2 separate regions of the Mus musculus genome follow, and region 1 is linked to region 2. The links are chromatin contacts, called in public promoter capture Hi-C maps. All regions are on one chromosome and are shown on one strand. Each heading gives the region's core, a stretch centred on a gene start, on an enhancer-like site or on the middle of the called end of the contact. The rest is flanking DNA. Distances are from core to core; before and after follow the strand shown.

The links. Promoter capture Hi-C pulls out the DNA fragments that hold promoters and counts their contacts.
Region 1: a promoter capture Hi-C map of embryonic stem cells shows a contact between it and region 2, with 2.5 times the contacts expected there. The contact joins the promoter of Gcnt4 here to the promoter of Fam169a in region 2. A contact is called at or near these places in 7 of 39 promoter capture datasets (the 3T3-L1 cell line, the HPC-7 cell line, the SN4741 cell line and 3 more), 3 of 484 Hi-C or Micro-C datasets (the G1E-ER4 cell line, Th1 cells and embryonic stem cells), 4 of 115 datasets of contacts at active chromatin or transcription factors (embryonic stem cells, extraembryonic endoderm stem cells and pancreatic cancer cells) and 1 of 9 other capture datasets (pancreatic islet).

Annotation. Positions count from the first base shown.
Region 1 is chr13:96,922,652-96,929,208 of GRCm38.p6, reverse strand. It overlaps Gcnt4 (glucosaminyl (N-acetyl) transferase 4, core 2 (beta-1,6-N-acetylglucosaminyltransferase)), which reads right to left and starts at 4,496. Exons shown (of 3, transcript NM_001166065.2): 1 at 4,261-4,496.
Region 2 is chr13:97,068,804-97,075,860 of GRCm38.p6, reverse strand. It overlaps Fam169a (family with sequence similarity 169, member A), which reads right to left and starts at 4,218. Exons shown (of 13, transcript NM_001100458.1): 1 at 4,150-4,218.

The DNA of each region.
Region 1 (6,557 bases), core at 3,247-5,746, 150 kb after region 2:
AACCCTAAGAGAATAAAGGTGACCACCCCTGCATCCCCCTCATCCCCGGCCCCACACACAGGGGACTCCAGCAGGAAACTGAAATGAAGCAAAGAGGAATTCTAATGTGCGAATTTTACTTCCTGAATTCACTTTTATGTCATCTATGCTGCCCCTCCCCCACAGCCCCTGTCACTATTGCTGACCACTCTGTCCAGGGGCTGTGTGCTGGGATAGGGTTACATAAGCAGGGCTGACACTAAAAGAGTACTTTCAGAATAGCAGAGACTCAAAGGCGACCACTGCCAGGAACCACCGGCCAGGGTCATTCTTCTCATGCTGGCTCCACAGGACTACAAAAGAGGCCCCAGTTTTGTGCCTCATTAGCTTCGAGAAGGGCCACTAACAAAGAAACCCACATGTCATTAATTCATTGGCCTGGACCTTAATGACCCAACTGGCCAGATAGTTTTGTCACGCTTGGATCCTGAATGATGACATCTAGATGCAGAGTGAATGCATTGGCCCCAAACATCAACTGCACGCCCACCACTGACCAATGCTCACTGCAGGAGCATCCGTGGAGAATGGCTGACTGCACTTGGCATGAGTCACTGTTCAGAAGGAGGTCGCCAAAGGAGAAAAAGAAAAAGGCAGCGGTACAAAGCCACCACTGACCTGGATGGCTGACAACCACAAGACTGCAGAAGGCTGAAGCCCTGAGGGATCTGAGGTTAGACCCAGCCACCAGGAAGGGACAGCTGACAACCTGTGGAGTGGCTCTGTGTCTTGCTCAGTACACTTCTCCCCAAGGATTTTTAGGGAGGGATCTGAAGCAGCCTGCCCTGAATATGATGTCCCTCATGAGGAAAACTGCAAAGTGAGGGGCCAACGAACAAAAAATTCAAGAGGAACAAAAGCTGCTCTGAGGATCTAGAGAACGTACGAAAGCTGGGCCCAACATCTCCAGAGGTTCCCACACAGCCCCCTGGGCGGGCAGTCTCAGAAGTAGTGCTTCTAAGTTCCCAGGTAACACTGAAGCAGCTGGCCTATGGACACACAGGAACACTGCTCCAACCAACAAAACTATCATTTGTTTCTTGGGCTGCTTATCTGCTTTATCATTCTAGCTAATTATCTAGTTAATGAATTAACTTATTTATACAGTTTCATATATTCTAGGCTAGCCTTGAACTGACTACATGGCTACAGGTTACCTTGAACTGGCCATGTTCCAACTTTTGGTTGTGAGCCCAGCCTTTAGTGGTTGAGTCATCTCTCCAGCCCATGTTCCAACTTTGATATGCTAGGATTGCATGTGTGTACCATGTAGGCTGCCTGGTTTTTGATACCCTGTGTCCCTAATATTTTCCTAAGGCATAATGGCCTGTTTCCCAGTAAATCCAAATTTGGGGGAATTTACTAGTTTTAAAACCTTATACGTGTTTTTGTTTTTGAGACAGTTTTTCAACTGTCTAGCCCTGGCTGTCCTGGAACTCACTTTGTAGACCAGGCTGGCCTCGAACGCAGAGATTCACCTGTCTCTGCTTCCCATGTGCTAGGATTAAAGGCGTGCACCACCAGATCTAGTTAGATCCTCTAAGATTATACATTTTCTAAAAATTCAGACTGCTCAGTAGAGATCCAGCCTTCCCTTCTGTCCACCTCAGGCTCTGTCTGCTCAACCTCTCAATGCCGCTTTCTGGCATTTTATATAACCCAGCCTCCTTCTGCGCTTCTCCGTTTTCCTATATTTTCTCACTACGAGTTCAGCAGAACAAAGTCTCAACATAATAAGGAGTGGGATGATATCCGGCTTCCCTACCTTCTGAAAGAGTAAATACAGACCTAACCCTATCCCCTCTACCCCCACCCCGAAATCCACATGGAACCCACAATTCCTGTCTATTAGGACAGGACAGCTGCATTTAATTCCTGATTAATCTTGGTCCCCCCCCCCCCTTATTCTTGAAGTTTCAGACTTTAGACCCTGGTAGGAAAATTACCAGCATATGGCAATGCATATCAAATGCATGCAAAGCAATGCAAATTAACACCAGACAAGTGTCTTTAAAGGGCTTGGGCCAAGTTTGTCCGCCCCACTAAAACTGATGCTACCTGTTCTGTGCCTCCCCAATACGCTCGCAAGCAGTGGATCCTGTATCGCCTTCATTCCTTCCTCCTTCTTCCCTCCTCCTCCTCCTTTTAATTATTCTAGACAATTCTGAATCTATGTAGCCCAAGCACATTATGCATCCTCCTGCCTCAGCCTCCTGAGTCTTGGAATTCCAGATGAGTGTACCATGCATGGCTTAGATTCTCTTATTTTAGTTGGTCTCCAGTCACATTCAGCACCTGACACTGATAGGCTAGGGAGAGCGCAGCCCTTACTCAGAAGTTATCCAAAGGGACAGCGGCTTTAACTTACTTCTTGTTGGCTCTATGGCCTTTGCAGTTCTCCAGGCAGCAGCCAGGGTGAGTGCTTAGTGTCTGGGCTCAAGAGATTGTCCTACATCAGCCTCTCAAGTAGCTAGGCCTGGGAGCCTCCGGTACCTGCACCTGCACCTGGCTACTTTTGTTTTTAAACACAACCATGTGAGAGGATACTCACAGGTGTGAAGATGTTTCAAAGACCCACCCACGCCACGTCACTGGCCCACTTCCCACCATTCCTCAGTAACACCATCTCCATTGTCCTGTCAGGCTCAGTGGGCGGGACCTGGCCCGACTGCTCCTGCTCTCCTCTGCTCTTACCACACTCTTTACTCCCCAAATCCCTCAGTTTAAACCATCCCTACTAAGCCTTAGTCCACTTTCCATTTTCTAGTAAGGGACTTGCACCCCAATAAAAGGTGAGCTTCAGCAAGGGCCCAGCTCACTGTGATCACACAACACCTTGGTTTGGCCAGCTGACTTTTGGACTCCGGGTTGCTCAATTTTATTGTCTCCAGGTGTTGTTCCTGCTGCACAAATCTAAGGAAAATCTCTGCAGCTTACTCAGCGGAACTCACACTGTGTAGTGCTAATGATAAGCCCCAGGGAACCAGGTCATTCACATCACCTGTGTCTCCTCGGTCAGGGTAGAAAAGGCAGTGTCACATACAGCCTCCCCAGCCCCTTCTGCGAGAGGAGTTTATTCCGGAACTGTTTTCATCTGGCCTTATTGCATATGCATATGCAGGGTTTACCAAATGACTCTAAACCTGGCCTCTCAAAGGCAAGAGTATGCACACCTTCCCAAGAGAGCTAGCTCTCTATCCGGTCTTCCCTGTGCCACACACCTCTGTCCATCTCTCTAATACAGTAACACTCAAGCTCAGCATTTCTCAGAGATCTGGATACTTATAAAGTGCAATACAGACAGTTTGCCTCAGTAGCTCACTTAAAGACCTTGCTTATTCCAGGCACTAGTAACGAAAGCTGCCAAGACAGACTATTAGTTGCTAGATTTAGGCTTAATAAATAACAAGGGCATGTTTTATGGGTACAAGATTTTTAAAAGGCGATTTCACTGACTCTCAGTCATACAAGAGACTCAATATTATTCCAGCTCATTTACTCTTCTTGTTTATTGCTCTTAAGTTTTAAAGGTTAAAAAAAAGCTGTGGGGTATGTGCCCCCACACTGGTATCATCCCCTCCACTTGCCCAGCACAGGAACAACCCTCGGGATTTCCAAGCCCTACCTGGACCTCGACGCTTTCATTCTCACACTGCGCTCACCTTGGAGGCACACCCACGTACAAGGGGTTTCTTAAGTCTCTTCCCTTGGGCTGGGATTCCCCGGCGGTTCCCAGCCTTCAGGGGAGACGCCGCCGCTTCACAGCGGGGGACAGTTTCTGGCGGGCTCTGCGGCAGGAAAACTTGACCTTAAAACGCAGGAAGCTCGTCCCTGCAGAGGCCACGGGCTGGGACACACTCAACCTGAAGCTTGATTCTCCCAGGACCTCTGTCCCCGCCACTCTCTGGAGAAATCCCGCGTGGAGCCGAAGCCCGGGAGGGCTCCCACGCGGGCCCCGGGAACTTCGCGGGGTACCACTCACGGTTGCGAAGCTGCGGCATCTGCTGGACGCTCACTGCGGTCGCCCCGCCGTCCTCTCCACCTCCGGGGGACCCGTGAGCTCCGCCGCCAAGAAGCCTAGATCCAGTTAGTCCCGGGTCGTGCCGCCCCCGCCGCGGCGTGCAAGTTTCCCCCGAAGGAAAGCGAAAGTAGCGGGCGGGAGAGGGGTCGCACGCGGCCACCCAAAGCCCCTCGCTTGCCTACGTGGCCAAGCCGACCTACCGGGGAGCTGAGACCCCCGGGCGCAAGGTCCCCGCTGCTGCGCCACCCCGGTGCTCCGGGCCACACGCACTGCCCCGAAGTCGCTCTCCCTCGGCAGGGAGTGGGGTAACGCCGAGGCCCCAGGTGACGCGGGAGAAGAGAGGGGCTCGCCACCGTGCTCCCGCAGGGGGTCCCCGCACCGCACTGGGGACCGAAGTTTCCTGGCGCGGCTCTCCGGCCGGGCTACCCGCTTCTCTGCAGCTGTCCCTCCCGCAAGACACAACTAGGCGTGGGCAGAAAGGATTGCTAAGTGATTTGTCCAAAGTCCCGGAGAGGGCGGTGACAAAGCAACTCACGTCTGCTATTCCACTCTGGGCTCCGGGGCGGCAGGACTCGCCCTTGGTCGGATGCAGCGGGCTCTCCAGGGCGAGGCCAGCATCGGCCAGCGCTGCCTAGCCAGGCGTTATCAGCGGAGTGGGAAGGTGGAGTGTTGCAGACTAATTAGGGTACAAAGTTGTGTTTTAATCAGTGCCTACATGCGGAATACGCTTCCTCTTTCCCCTCCGGCGGGGGGTGAGAAAGAGGGTGATGCTGCATCCGGCCGGGTTGGAGTTCTCAGAAAGACTGCTGGAAAAAAGGTACACGCCCATTAAACCAACTGGGCAGCATGACTCCCAGGGTCCTTGTTAAGGGGCCTTGTGTGTTTGCTTACATTGTAAAGCAGGCACTGTAGGTGTGTAAGTGATTCACCCCAAAGGGCCTTCCTAGTGGGGTGTCAGAGGGAGACTTCCTGGAATCTGCCCGCAGAACAAGAGTAGCACTAAGCAAGACAGTCGCAATTGGCTTGTTCTTTACTGTTCCATCTTTAAAATGGACTGAGGCTGCGGCATGCTTGGCGGGCTGGTGAGAAGCTGGGTAGGACTCAGAATCCAGATTCAGTCAATTCCGAAGTGTCGGACTATCTCAGCCGAGAGCTCCAGTTTCCCTACATTGGCTTTAAAAAGTGTGCAAGTCCCAGGATCAGAGGATCAGAGGTAGGCGGATCAGAGGTGAGGACACAACATCTGTCCCCAACACCCGGAGTAACTGAGACCAGCGGGACCCAGGCACCCAGGAACTCCGCCAGACCAGTGGCATGGGTTCCTTCTGGTCTGTCTGGGTTGGCGTCCTTGGGCTCAAACTCTGCAGCCAGCCCCACAGCAGCCAGTGGCAGCTCCACTCTTAGGCACTCTAACTCACCCAGGATCAGAGGATCCCAGGATCCCAGGAGTTTGGTCACACTAGGATCTCAAGGTCCCAAAGGCAGCTTGACTACCAGAGCTCGGACACACCCAGGATCTCGGACACACCCAGGAACTCCGCCAGACCAGTGGCATGGGTTCCTTCTGGTCTGTCTGGGTTGGCGTCCTTGGGCTCAAACTCTGCAGCCAGCCCCACAGCAGCCAGTGGCAGCTCCACTCTTAGGCACTCTAACTCACCCAGGATCAGAGGATCCCAGGATCCCAGGAGTTTGGTCACACTAGGATCTCAAGGTCCCAAAGGCAGCTTGACTACCAGAGCTCGGACACACCCAGGATCTCGGACACACCCAGGATCTCAGGATCGCAAGATCCCAGAATCACAAGATCCCAGAGACAGCTTGACTTGGAGGAATTCTGACACAACCAGGATCACAGGAAGGACAGGCTCCAGTCAGTCAGGGCAGGTAGCACTAGAAATAACCAGATAGTGGGAGGCAAGTGTAAGAACAGCAACAGAAACCAAGGTTACTTGACATCATCAGAACCCAATTCTCCCACCATAGCAAGTCCTGGATACCCCAACACATCGGGAAAGCAAGATTCAGATCTAAAATCACTTCTCATGATGATAGAGGACATTAAGAAGGACATAAATAACTCCCTTAAAGAAATACAGGAGAACACAGGTAAACAGCTAGAGCCCCTAAAGAGGAAACACAAAAATCCCTTAAAGAGTTACAGGAAAACACAATCAAACAGGTGAAGGAAAGGAACAAAACCATCCGGAATCTAAAAATGGAAATAGAAACAATAAAGAAATCACAAAGGGAGACAACCTTGGAGTTAAAAAACCTAGGAAAGACATCAGGAGTCATAGATGCAAGCATCACCAACAGAATACAAGAGATAGAAGTGAGAATCTCAGGGGCAGAAGATACCATAGAAAACATTGACACATCAAAGAAAATGCAAAAAGCAAAAGGCTCCTAACCCAAAACATCCAGGAAATCCAGGACACAATGAGAAGAGCAAACCTAAGGATAATAGATGTAGAAGAGAGTGAAGATTCCCAACTTA
Region 2 (7,057 bases), core at 2,969-5,468:
GAAGGGTTAGGCAGCTGCCAGTCTCCTGCTCTCCCTTCTGAAGTGCCACAGTAAGCGAATCATTACCAGCTCTCACACCCCAAGCCACAGCAGCACACCTTCCTCACCATGACGGACTGCGTCCGGTGAAACAAGCCAACACAGATCCTTGCGTCTGAGTCATCTCTGGTTGTCACAGTAAAGTGACTAACCAACTACACTTTCACAGGCGAGGAGACTGAGGCCGGAGACACGGGCACTTTACGGAAACGGAAAAACAGAGGACAACCAAGTCCAAGTTCAACCTTAGGCCTCTTTGCCTTCATTGTGAAACCATATTGAAAAAGACAGACAGTGTGTTCTCAGCATAAGCTCATCAGCTATACCTGAAACCAACCTAAATTTTAAAAAGCATTGTGGGTGTGTGTGTGTTATTGGGTATGTGGAACTCCTTATTAGTACAGCCCATTGCTTTATATATTTACATACAATAAGAAGTCAAACTCACTGACTTTCCCTCCATTCTGATTAATGTCTAAATTTGGCTCTGACTTTATCAATCCATTAATATCTTGATTCTTCCAGCTACCAAAAACATTGCAAACACCCAAATTTAATCAATTATTTTTATTCTTACTCCTCTTGGCTCTGTTATGGACCAGACCCAACTGACTACCTGCCAGAGCAATACTTTTTCCCCAATTTTCATTTTTTCCCCCATTTTGAAACCCCTGTCTCAAAAAAGAAAAAAGAAAAAAAAAAGACCCTGTAGTAGAAGGGAGGTCTGGAGGACCAGCAGGATGGGGATGCAAGGAGGCGAGGAGGGATGAATCTGATCAAAGTGCAACAACGGAACCCTCGCCTCTGCACCTTCCATCTTCAGGGGTCCCTACTAGGTGGGAGCATGCCTCCCCACACCCTGCATCACCAAAAACCATCTGGAAGAATCTCATGTGTTGTTCAAGATCAAGCTGACATACTATTATTCTGTAAAGCACTCTGGTCTCATTCATACAGAGTTAACGGGCCCCTTCTGAATGGCCCACTTCACCACTTATAGGACAGTACTAAAATGTCTGTCCCATCCATAAAGCAAATTTCTCAATCACAGCAAATTTGTCTTTTTGTCCCAGACAAGCGTCTGGCTCACTCATTTCAAATACTTACTATGGTGAATTTTCCAAATTAAACTATTTTAACACTTCTAAAGTCACAAATAAAGTGTAACTTGCAACTTGGCACTCTGTAAAAATGTTTACTAAGTTGATTTGTTCCTAATACTCACTTTCAAAAACAAATGTACACTCATATTTTAAAGAATTTTTAAGGTTTGGTTTTTTTTTTTAAGATTTTATTTATTTATTTGTTATATGTAAGTACACTGTAGCTGTCCTCAGATACTCCAGAAGAGGGCATCAGATTTTGTTACGGATGGTTGTGAGCCACCATGTGGTTGCTGGGATTTGAACTCGGGACCTTCGGAAGAGCAGTCGGTGCTCTTAACCACTGAGCCATCCCGCCAGCCCCAAATTTTTAAGGTGTTAATTCAAAATGCTTCATTAAACTACAGACCTCTCAATGAAATGGCCAGTTTATCTCCTACAACATAAGAGAGACATCCAATTTTGCTTAATGAATGGAAGCTATCTTTGCTGCAGTCTAAAGCTAAGCAAAATAGCATTCTAACCTAAATCTCTCTAGCCCAAAGAACAGGTTAGGCACATGCTAATGCTAAAACTCAGGTTATTTTCTGATGTTTTAGCAGGTTCTTGACTTTTCCCTGACCTCTCTCTTCATTAATTACATACACCCCAGTGATGCTGCCTTTGAAAGACAAAATACCTTTTTACAGCAGGCACACAAAATTTATAAACTTCAGTGCTAAAGAAACAGGGTAGTAGAGCCTATTGGTGTGTGTGACCTGATCATTGTCTTGACCCAAATAATCTGTCTCTCTCTCTCTCTCTCTCTCTCTCTCTCACACACACACACACACACACACAGAGAGAGAGAGAGAGAGAGAGAGAGAGAGAGAGAGAGAGAGAGAACTGTGAGGGAACAGGACAGGACATCCACTGAACCACTTACCTTCCCGACAATCTTTTTACCACACTGTCCTTGACAGACACTTTTCAACCTGACTGAATACTTGGCTCCCTTACACTGTAAGCCCCTTTAAAGACAACTACTCTGATTTCTTTAGGCAGCTGACTTGACAGTACACACACAGGCTTGAAAGCTTAAGGAGAAACATCCCATTTTGATTTCTCTGTCACTGACAACATAGCACTGAAAATCTTAAGCAACCTTCATGAAAAAAAAAAAAAAAAAAAAAAAAAAAAAAAAAAGCACACTCCATCACTTCCAGACTCCTCAATTAAACACAAACTGCCCCAAGTTTAAGAACTACGCCACCCGACAGACTAACAAGCTCAATGTAAAAGTATGAATCTGTTTGATTTCGAGTGAAAGGAGATATTTCATCTCCCTTTAATAGGTCTAAACTGGTCCTGGCCCCCTGGCTGACAGTCTTTCATTGCTTGAATCCCCTAAACAGAGACTAAGACTTAATTAAGTATCTGAGGGGCCTTTCCCCTCTGTAATACTGACTGTGGAACAAGCATCATTAATAGGAAGCATGGATTTCTGCAGGGATGGCACGTAAAATAATACCATTTGTTTATAGACAATTAGCTAATTTTTTTAAAGTTTCATTTATTCACATGGGTAATGGGGGAACTTTTACTTTCAAAAATATTCAGCCATTAAGTTGTTTTTCCCCTTCCAAATCAGCGTCAAGTCATTCACTGGACTCAGTCTACTGAAGGATGGAAAAGACCTACAGCATCAAAATAACTAGAAACAAATCTCTTGGAACCAAGAAAATACACAGGTCCAGGTTTAATTGATGATCACTGGAGTGGCAGGTGACTCACATAGGGGTTGTATCTGGGTTCACCAACCCGATCCTCCTCATAAATTTTAAAGATGAATCCACTATGACAGCCCCTCGATTTCTATGCATGACTGCCATCATTTGTACTGAAGTTTTATTACTAGTGAACTCCCCTCAGGTTCCTTTCACCACGTCCTCTATTCTAAAGAAGCAACGATTAAAAGTAAGTAAATAAATACTTGAGCCAAATCTATTTCATACTAACTATTAATAATCCTTGTAATTACTTCATAGAACAAGACATGGTTTGAACAGATGTACCTATACATACGTCCTACAATGTGCTTTTATGAAAATAAATAAATAAAATTTAAAGCACAACAAATCCAGAGCCATTAGAAGATTTTCCTCCAGGGCTCACATGTGTGTATTATGCAACAACCAGCGATCCAGATGTTAATCCCTGCTGTGATGCAATGATAAAATACCCAAGGCATGGAGCCCATTTACAAAACAAATTTAAACAAGAATTACTATATACTCAAGAATCTTGGAATGAGCCATTCACAGTTCTGAGAGAATTACATTTAAACTCTTCCTTTGGGTGATCTTTTAGCTGCGTGTCTCCCAATTCCCTCCCAATTCCCTACAAAATCCTCGTAACCGCGGTTTAATTTGGGTTTTTAAAAGGACCGACTGAAGGGGAAAGGGAGACCGGCATCAGGTGGTTACGTTAGAGTCTACTTTTGATAAGATAGCCGCGTAAATTCCCAGAAGGGATTCATCTATTCCGTCATTCTTGCCCATGCACAATAATCGTAGTAAAATACGACCCAGATCCCGGAGCCACTAGCCACCCCGGACTCGCTCCATCCTCCCATCTCCGGTGGCACAGGCCTCTCTCTCTCTCCAAGCTCTGCGTGATGGGCGGCTGAGAACCCTGGGACGGAACAGCAGTGACCCGAATTCTAAGAGAAGCGAGGACTCCATACAATACCTAGTCCGGGTCGGGCGAGCAAGCCGAGAGGGAGGTGCTGCGCGGCCGAGCCCGAGCCCCACCCCCACGCCGCGCGGGTCCCGCTACCCGGAGGATCCCAGGTGGGGACACGGGAGGGGGCGGCTCGGCAGCCGCCGTCCCCGCCGCGACCCCGGGAGGGCGAGCGCGACATTCCCTCACACAAAATGGAGGCCGGCGCACCTGGGGTCGCCGCCACCCGAGGAAGCCCGCGGCCGCCCCGCGGCTCGGCCTCGCACGCCACGCGCCGCGCACTCACCTCAGCCGCGCCGCGGGGGCCCGAAGGCGGAGCGCGAATGACCGAGCGGCCGCTCCCCGCCGCCGCCGTTGCCGCCGCCGACCCCGGCACGCGCGGCTCGTCCGCAGCCCACCGTCCCTCCGCCGGCGTGACGCACTAGCGCCGCGGCGCGCCCACCGCGAATCCCCCCGCCCCGCCGGCCGGCCGGCCTCGTGCGCCGCGGCGCCTCCTCGCCGGGAGCCGCCCCGCCTCGGGGCCGCGGCCGCCCGCTCGCCCGCAGGTGCGCGCTGCCCGCTCGCTCGCCCGTCGCCGCCCGCAGCACGCCCGCTCGGTCGGGCCGTATTAAAGAGTGACCTTGGCTTAGCCGGGAATAGAAGCGAGTAAGCCGCGGGGGCCTCGCGCTGAGCGAGCCGGCTCCTTTAAGGTCGACCTGCGCGGCATCCCCGCCTCGGGCCTCTGGAAAAATCGCCCGGGTGGGTGCGGCCTCCGGACCTCCCGGTGGGGAAGGAGATGATGCTCTGCAAACCTGGGGACGCCGGCTTCCCACCCCACCCCACCCCACCCGACCCCGGACACCACCAGACCCCACTGCCCCCCAGGAGCGCGCCGGAGAAAAGAATTTGCACAAGCCCCACAGCCCAGATTATGCCTTGAGATAAGGAACCATCGCGGCCCTGCGCTGACCTTTCCTACGTGACAAGCTAATCTGACCCCGGAGAGCCTGCGCCATCCTCTCCTCCCCCTTCCCTCACTTCATCCCTTACGGGATCCAGGGCCTTTTGCTAAGTACTCGAGAAAAATAAGTTCACTGGCATTTAAAGGATGATAATTCTTTTTTCTTTAAATAATATATGCGGTAGTAGAAATATAGATGCACAGCAATAATTTTGGATTTTAAGACTTTTTTTTTTGCCCTTAAATTCTGAGAAATTCATCTAATAGCAATGGCATTATGGTTCAGTTATTCAGAAAAGCTTAAAATTACTCCTATTCCTGGGAAGTATTACTAATCACAACACTGACCTTTTAAAGATTCACTAATTGGTAACTTCAAAGAATGCTTTTTCATATAGATCTATTTAAGCCCCCCCTTTTTTTTTTTAAATATAAAGGCTTTTTCTTTTTTACCTCCAGTTGCACACAATCAACCTTACATCTGTTGTGTTTATTTACAATAAATTATTACTAGAAATCTTGAGTTATATACATTTACTATTTTTAGTGGAATTTAACAATGAATTAATATCCAAGCAAGAATTTTGAATAGTTGGATTCCAACCATAGCTAATCATGAATGAGTAAAGTTATATAATTCCTGGATTATCATTTCTAGATCTGTTTGCAAGTAGGAGCCCCCAGGATAATCCCAGTGGCCACTTTGTAAAATTACTTTTGTTTTTCCGGCTCTGGCATCCCCCCCCCCAGGTGCTGCAGTAAAGACTTATTATTATAAACCTAGCCAGAGTGTGGCTGGGCTTTAAATTATTTTATCAATCAGTGGGAACCTGTGCCTGGAACACCTAGCTCCCCAAAGCCTGCTCACTGAGATAGAAATCAAAAGAACTACTCCTCTAGGCCCAAAAAGTGACCACCTGCACACAGTTAAACCTGCCTTCCTTCACGTGGCTGGCATTCTATCTGCCCAGACCGGAAGTGCTAACTTTCACACGTCTGGATGACCTAAGCTATCTTAAGTTAGGAAACCCTCCATGCACTGGGCTTTGATGGTTGCTGATAAACGTGGCCCAAAATCGAACCCTTCAGGTTCCCTGGGGAAGAATTCCTAACGGGTAAAATGACAACCGGTGTTTCTGTCTGCCAAGAGCTGCCCTATGCTCTGCTATTCTTTGTGGAGATTAACTTATCACAATCATCTCTCCAGTGCATACTAACGGGATTCCCAATTTACATAATGGGAAACCGAGGCATATAGATAAGCTGAGTAATTTACTCATTGTGACACAGTTAATGACCCTGGCCTTTGATTCAAAAAGCAAGCGACCTTAAGAAAAACTCTACACTATCTTCCTCTGGTTGAATTTTAACACATTCCTTATATCTTCCTGTTTGAACAAATTTCTCATTTAGGAGCAAAGGAAAAAAAATGAAACCTTCAGTTAGAAAACTTGTACTGTTCCCCTGGAGCTGGAGAGATGGCTCAGCAGTTATTAAAAACTTGGTGCTCTTGCAGAGAACCTGGGTTCAATTCCCAACACCACATGGTATCTCGCATACTGTTCCAAGAATCCAACAACCTCTCTGACTTGTGGAGCATCCACCCGAGAAGACGGCTCAGACACAGGTTTAAGCTAAAAGAAAGTCTTTGTTATCCATCTGGGTGTTCAGGATCCCAGTAAGGCACCAAGCCTTTCTCAGGGTGAACTTTTAAGTACAAAACTAAGTTGACATACTTCAGTTAACAAGAACAGTTAGCTAGAAATGGAACTACAGACGCCAAAAAAGCATAGTTAGTACATGTGAACTATGGTTTTTGAGGGATGGCAGATGAAATTGTCCATGTGCTGAGTTTTATGGCCTGAATATATTTCCATCATGGAGTCCATTGTGCTAAGATCTAGGGAACTACTAAGGTCTGGGGCCTGTTACACTGACCTTCACAGGCCACCAGGCATGCAAGTGGTGCACATACATATGTACGGATAAAACACTCATAAGATTTTCCAATAAAATTAATTTTTAAGAAAATGTTTAAGATTTCCTCTGTTGCAGAATCTATTAGTGTTTGAAAACCACATATTTCTTTTCTCATCTTTTTAGGGCTAATAGCTCTTCGAAGTATTTTGGATGGAGAGGAAGGCTCCAACCATGATAAGTCTTATTTGTATTTATTTCATGAATGGGGAAAAAAAACCCACTTTTTTTTTTTTTTTTTTTTTTTTTTTTTTTTCGAGACAGGGTTTCTCTGTGT